Linked DNA regions of Mus musculus: region 1 is linked to region 2. A link is a contact called in public HiChIP or PLAC-seq data. All regions are on one chromosome and are shown on one strand. Each heading gives the region's core, a stretch centred on a gene start, on an enhancer-like site or on the middle of the called end of the contact. The rest is flanking DNA. Distances are from core to core; before and after follow the strand shown. Region 1 has its middle 17 kb from the start of Gm32835. Region 2 overlaps Kif21b (kinesin family member 21B).

What was found. HiChIP or PLAC-seq counts read pairs in DNA pulled down with a chosen protein or histone mark.
Region 1: a FOXA1 HiChIP or PLAC-seq map of pancreatic cancer cells shows a contact between it and region 2. The contact joins two enhancer-like sites. A contact is called at or near these places in 1 of 115 datasets of contacts at active chromatin or transcription factors (pancreatic cancer cells) and 1 of 9 other capture datasets (pancreatic islet).

What each region holds. Positions count from the first base shown.
Region 1 is chr1:135,669,269-135,672,384 of GRCm38.p6, reverse strand. It overlaps a transcript of Nav1 not described here. Among named protein-coding and RNA genes, the nearest start is that of Gm32835, 17 kb to the left of the region's middle. Within about 2 kb of position 1,789, at least 151 of the 459 cell types and tissues checked have an H3K27ac peak or open chromatin away from gene starts, as enhancers often do. A contact at or near this core is called in pancreatic cancer cells, where this site is marked.
Region 2 is chr1:136,138,829-136,141,711 of GRCm38.p6, reverse strand. The region is part of intron 1 of Kif21b (kinesin family member 21B); the gene reads right to left. Among named protein-coding and RNA genes, the nearest start is that of Kif21b, 8.9 kb to the right of the region's middle. Within about 2 kb of position 1,576, at least 412 of the 459 cell types and tissues checked have an H3K27ac peak or open chromatin away from gene starts, as enhancers often do. A contact at or near this core is called in pancreatic cancer cells, where this site is marked.

The DNA.
Region 1 (3,116 bases), core at 540-3,039, 470 kb after region 2:
TCCAGCGTCCCTTAGCATAGCCCCTGAACATATCCTATAGTCCCCGTCCTAGTGTCCATGTGCCCAAACACAGAGGCAACCCTGGGAGATGGTTAAGGCTTGCTTTTAGGTTGTCTGCCCTCCATGGGGAGCCCACACTGACTGCATCTTCTCCCCGAGCACCGTCCTCTGCTGGCGGTGACTTGCCAGCAGATATCTCTTCATCGTCCCAGTTTCTACATGAGTTCACCGTGGCCCACTTGCTCACACCCCTTACACTGGGAAGAACAGGCCATTGCCCAGGAAACCGCTGGCTGCAATCCAGTCCCTTTACTGTAATCATGTTGAGAAAAAAGGCAGGCATGACTTTGCTTCGGCAGGAATTAAAAGATGAAGGGAAGAAGGAAGGGGACACCAAGGTCATTTCTATGGCTCTTGTAAAAAGACAGAGGATGCCTCGGAAGCTGAAGAAGAGATGCTGTCTCTGTGCTGTGCTGTGTGGCACCTGAGATGTGGTCGCTGTGTTGTGCTGTGCTATATATGGTATCCAAAATGCTGTCTCTGTGCTATGCCGTGTGGCTCCTGAGATACCGTCTTTGTGCTGTGCTGTGGTGGCAATGGAGCCTTATGTGAGGCATTCAAAGGGGCAGAAAGGAGGCAACCTAGGGTTCCAAAAAAAAGCAGATGAAAAACAAAGCAAACAGCACCAGTAAAGAGGTCTGGATGGATGGCTCAATGGTTAGGAGTTCCTGCTACTCCTCCCAAAGTTCTTGTTTGCCTCCCAGCACCCACCTTAGGTGGCTCACAACTGCCTGTAACTCCAGCTCTAGGGGATCCAGCGCCCTCTTCTGGCCATGCACAGGGCTTACACTCATATATCATATGCATACACATACATAAAAATAAAATATAATAATAACAACATAAAGCCAGTATCAGAGTAAGGGGGAAATAGAATTGTGTTTCTATGCTTCTGATACTTCCTAGGTGTGTGTTTTTGTGTCTGACTTTGTTTGTGACTTAGAATATACCATGTGCCATGTGCCTGTTCCTGTCTCTGAACCTTCATCTGTAACAGGGAGCTAACTCTAACCTAGCTCACCGGACAGCCTAGCTTATGGGGACATCTGTATAACAGAGTCTGTGTAATAACACACTTAGCTTAGCACCTGGCTTGCAGAAACCAGAGATTATTGACAAATAGTCGCTCACGGACAAGACACTTGACCTTCTGAGACCCGACCCTCCACTCTGTAAACTGGGGTTTGACTCTGGTTCCCTTTGGGCCTGCTGAGAGACTGTGGCTGCAGATGTTGTGGCATAAGATGGGTTCTCAGTGAATGAGTGCTTCCTTAGGGAATGCTTGAAGTTCCCCTTTGGGGTGACCAGAAGCAGATCCCTGTCCCCTGAGAAGCCCACACTGTGGCTTTCAAGTCTCTGCATGGGATGGAGGCTTAGGATTTTCCTCTGGCAGGGGTAGCATCTCAGACAGGAGAGGCTGAAAGAGTTTTGAGAGACATGAGAGTATGCTGTAGCCGGATGAAGGCTTTCACAGAAGGTGTGGCCAGAGTGCAGAAGCACTGGCCTCCTCTCTCCTCCAAGGGTTTGGTTTAGAAGTTGTCAAGGACCACAAGCTGTTCTTCCACTTCCTTTTGAGCAGGGCCTAAGTCATCTGGCGCCGACTGTATCATAGAGGCCTTGGGAAGAGATGGTGCAAAAGGAGATAGGAAATCTGGTTCACCCTTTGTCTGCGTGTCTGTGCATCGTTCTGTGGCTACCACTAGAGGGCGCAGTTGCCCAGCACAACCCACAGGATTCCCACGCCCTCCTCTGCAGCAGCCAGCTGGCCCCTGCGTCATTTGGGCTGGGAAAAGCAGCGAGGCTTACCCACTCAACTCTACACTAGATGAAAGACGGGGGTGGGTGAGAGCCTCGGGTGGGGCAGCCCTGCACTGTATGGGAAAACTAGGCGAGCAGAGGACTTTAACGGCCTAGAGAGCAGAGCTGGGTCTGTTACCCTCAATGGTGTTTAAGACTTTGATTCTTGGCATAGGCTCTATCTATAGAACTACCCCTGTCCCACAAAAACAAACAAACAAACAAACAACCTCAGTTTTTCTCTTTATTCTCCTGGACTATCAAGTATGTTGGGTGATTTCAAACAGACTTAGATGGTGTTGGTTGGCAAAAACAAACCGTCAATGTTGTCTAGTCTGGCTGTCTCTGGAGTCTTCTTTTCTTGCGGTTACTGGGACCCGCAGCCAGAGCCAGCTTTCCCTCCCCTATCAGCACAACCCTCCTGTGTGGCTCTGCTAACTTGCCCACTGTAGATGGATATAACCCGCCCCAAACTACCATTTGCCTTAGCCTTGGGCTTCCTTGGCTGATGACCAACAGAACTCGTGCATCTGCAGTAACTGGAGGAAGTACAGGAGGAACTGGGATAAGCCTAGGACCCTGGTTCCCTGCCAGAGCCCTTGGCCGTAGCGTGCCTGGAGAGGCAATGATTTAGTGAGACCCTGTCACCTAGCTCTTCAAGTCTCAAGCTGCTGATGCCATAGGAGGATGCCGCTGTGTCTATAAACCCATCTCTGGGGCTGTGTAGCTGCCTTTCTCTTTCCCTCTCTGCAGACCCTCTCTTTGGGAGTGGAGGTACTGCTAAGCACTCACCGTGGTCTTCATATGGTCCACTGGGGTCTTTGGCTCTATGCCATAAGCTGGGTCTCCCAGGGCTCTGAACAGTGATGGACAGACCAAGTTGCTTCCTATCCTCGGAGCCCCAGAGTAGGCAGTGGGCTGGGGGCAGGGGAGGCGGGGCAAATGAATCCAGCATTCCATAGGCTTCCAAATTGTGTGCCTCTGTACTTGCTCTTTCCAAGAATCCTACACAACTACCTAGAGTCTGGTCTGGGGCCAAGCTGGAGTCCTTTCATCCCGAGCCTTCTCCCCCAGAGACCACCGAACTGCAAAGCCTGGACCACAGCTTGCCTCTGCACCGTGAGGGCTCCTCTAGCAGAAAGACGAGAGTCCTTCTGAGAGCCTCCTCCTGACTTTACCCAGACAGGGTTAGCAGACCATCTGGTTCCAGTGTAATATGGTCAGGGAGGCCGTCCTAGATGCAGCGATATTTAATATTA
Region 2 (2,883 bases), core at 327-2,826:
GCCCTGGAGGACACAGTGTCATGTGACAGCTGAGCTCATCTCTGGTGCCTGGTGGAGATTTGGAGATTCTGTCCTGTCTCTCACGGCCCAAGCCTCAGCCTGCACTTGGGTTATATAGATCTACGTGGTCTTAGCTTTTTAAGAATTGTACCGCCCTCCCCTCCAGCAGCCTCTTCCACTGGTCCCACTCTGGATGAGGTCACTTCTGTGGGTTGTCCTCAAAATGGCAGTGACCTACAGAAGGGAGAAGTTTCTCTTTATAGCGGGACGGGCACAGATGGCAACCACTCAAGCAGTGTCCTTCCCAATGGCATGGAAGGAGGGGTCAGGGGTCAGTTGCCAGGTTCTTCCATTTGTACCATGGGCCCCTGAGAGCTACCAACTATACCAGGACTAGGAAGAGGCAAGTAGGGGCGTGCACCTTAAGCACAGAACCTGAGAAGGCAAGAAAGACTATCTCAGGAACTGGATATGCCACTCCTAGGTATATCCCAGAGGGAATCAAATGTAGCAGACCACGGAGACACCTGCACACCCATGTTCTCTACAGATTTTTTTTTTTCAAATTAGCAAGGTTATGGATATTAGCCCATGTGATCATCAGTAGATCAATAGCTTAAAAAAAAGTATGTATAACACAATAGAATACTATTTTGCCATTGCCAAGAGTGAATTGTGTTATTTGCAGGAAATGGACTAATGATCCAAGAGGTTGCTAAGTTGGACCCAGGAAACCCTAATCACGTTTTCTCTCATATGTAGAATTTAAACTTAAAAATAAGACTTGAGGGAAGGGGAGACCAGAAGTCAGGAGGAAACAGGAACATAAAAGGGTGGTGGGTGTAAGATCAAAGTACATGAGACAGGCATATTGAAACCCATCACTGAATGATTAGAATATACCCTAAAATAGAAAATCTGCAAGCGGAAAGATGCAACATTTAAAACAATGGAATTGGCACACTATGGCCGGCAAGCCTGTTGCCTATTATCAATGAAGGCTGGTAGCCTAACTGTGACTCTCACTGAAGACCCTCTATCCTTTCTCTCCACCCTGTTGGGAGGACCTAGGGCCTCTCTCCGAAAGCCCCTACCCCCCACCCCCGGAATCTCGCTGAACAGAGCCGGACTATTCGCCATTTGGCAAACGGCAGGCAGGGTGGCGCAGCCAAGGCTTTTCAGAGGCAGGATCTGGCACCGTGGCTGAGGTCACCACGCTTCCTCCGCTCACAAGCGAACAGTGGCTGGCGTGATGTGGGCGGCCGCCTCCACCCCCGCAGCGATGAGCCACAGCCGAGAGACTTAAAGGCGGGCGAGGCGGGCACAAAGGCAGCCAGCCGGAGCCTAGGGCCACGGGAAGAGCTGAGCTCAGCGGTTCTTTGGCTCATCAGGAGCCGGACTGAGCCGTAGCAAAGTGAAGGGCAGAGGACACAGCGAGGAGGCAGGCCAGGGGCTGCTGAGAGACTGCCAAGGGCAAAACTCGCTTTCTGCAGAGCATAATGGCTAGGTGAGCCATGGTACGTGCCAGAGACCCAACAGTCGCCACCAAAGTTTAGGCGGAGCTTCACCTTAGGGCCTCAAGTGACATCACACAAAGGCAGCCAATCACCCCTCCCAGAAGCTCCGCCCAGTGACTTTGGGCTCCTAGGGGGTTGGCTGTGGTTTTTTTTTTTTTTTTTTTTGGTAAAACTAGTCTTACCTACTTAGCTAGCGGCTAGGTATCTCCCAGAGTTCCTAACGGACTCTCCCCTATTCCTCACTCAAGACCTCCAAGGCTGCAGCTTTTTACACTTAAAGACTTTCTGCTAATGAAAAGTAACAGGCGGTGACATTAAAATAACCAAGAGCTGTTCCAGAGCCAGAAACTTTTTTTTCAAAGCATTTTATGTTTGTATGTGTGTATGGATGCATGCATGTAATAAACCTGTGAAGGTGTGTGTATGGCAGGATGCACATGTGGAGGCCAGAGGACAACCACTGGAATCTACTTCTTCCACTATTTGGGTCCTGGGAATTTAATTTATGTTATCAGATTTAGCATCAAGTACTTTTACAGGCTGAGCCATCTCTCTGGTCCTTAGTGATAGGTTATTTCTCTGCCAGTGAAATGAGACCGTTCAAGCCGGATTAGAATATAATAAAGGCAGGTTTATTTGGAAGCTACTCTCAGATGAGTTCACTGGCCCCAAGGACCAAGGCCAGGGAGGGAAGTCACCATGGGAAGTGGAGGAGGGGCAAGAGAAGGGAAAGGAGAGAGGGAGAGGGAGGGAGGAGGGACCAAAGGAAGGAGAGAGGGAGGGGAGATAGGGAGAGAGCATGTGCGCAAAATGTCTGGATTATATAAGAAAGAGCCTCCTGAGGGAAGGGTCTGGAAAGACCAGGGTTGGGGGAAGGGTGTGCCAGGTAGGGACTGAGGGATGCTGGGAGAACTTGGAGGCCAGGTCTGCTTTGATATGTAAAATATGCACCTGAGGCTTTACCTGGAACTCATTTCACCCAGTACAGTAGACATCAGTACTTAGGGGTGAGACAACTTCTTGATAGATACCATCCATCACTTTGCCCACGGTGGGCCACCACAGTATAGTATATCACATAGCCAGTGAGGAGCAATTTGTCTCTATCCTGTCCCAAGCTCAAGGTCATTTGACTGATAAGGAACCAGAGGCTGCCTTTTCCTGAGATTTGCACAAAATTAGCATGCACACAAACACTAGCTGGTGTAAGATTTGCACTAGAGGGATTCTAGACCGAGAGACACTCTCTCCCCAGTTCTACCCCCAGGCTTTCAGGAACCAGAGGCCTGATCTAGAGTTACCCCTCAGATGGCCACAATAATCAACATAGACACTTCGGAAGGAGTTTCATGGGGCTAAAAGCATG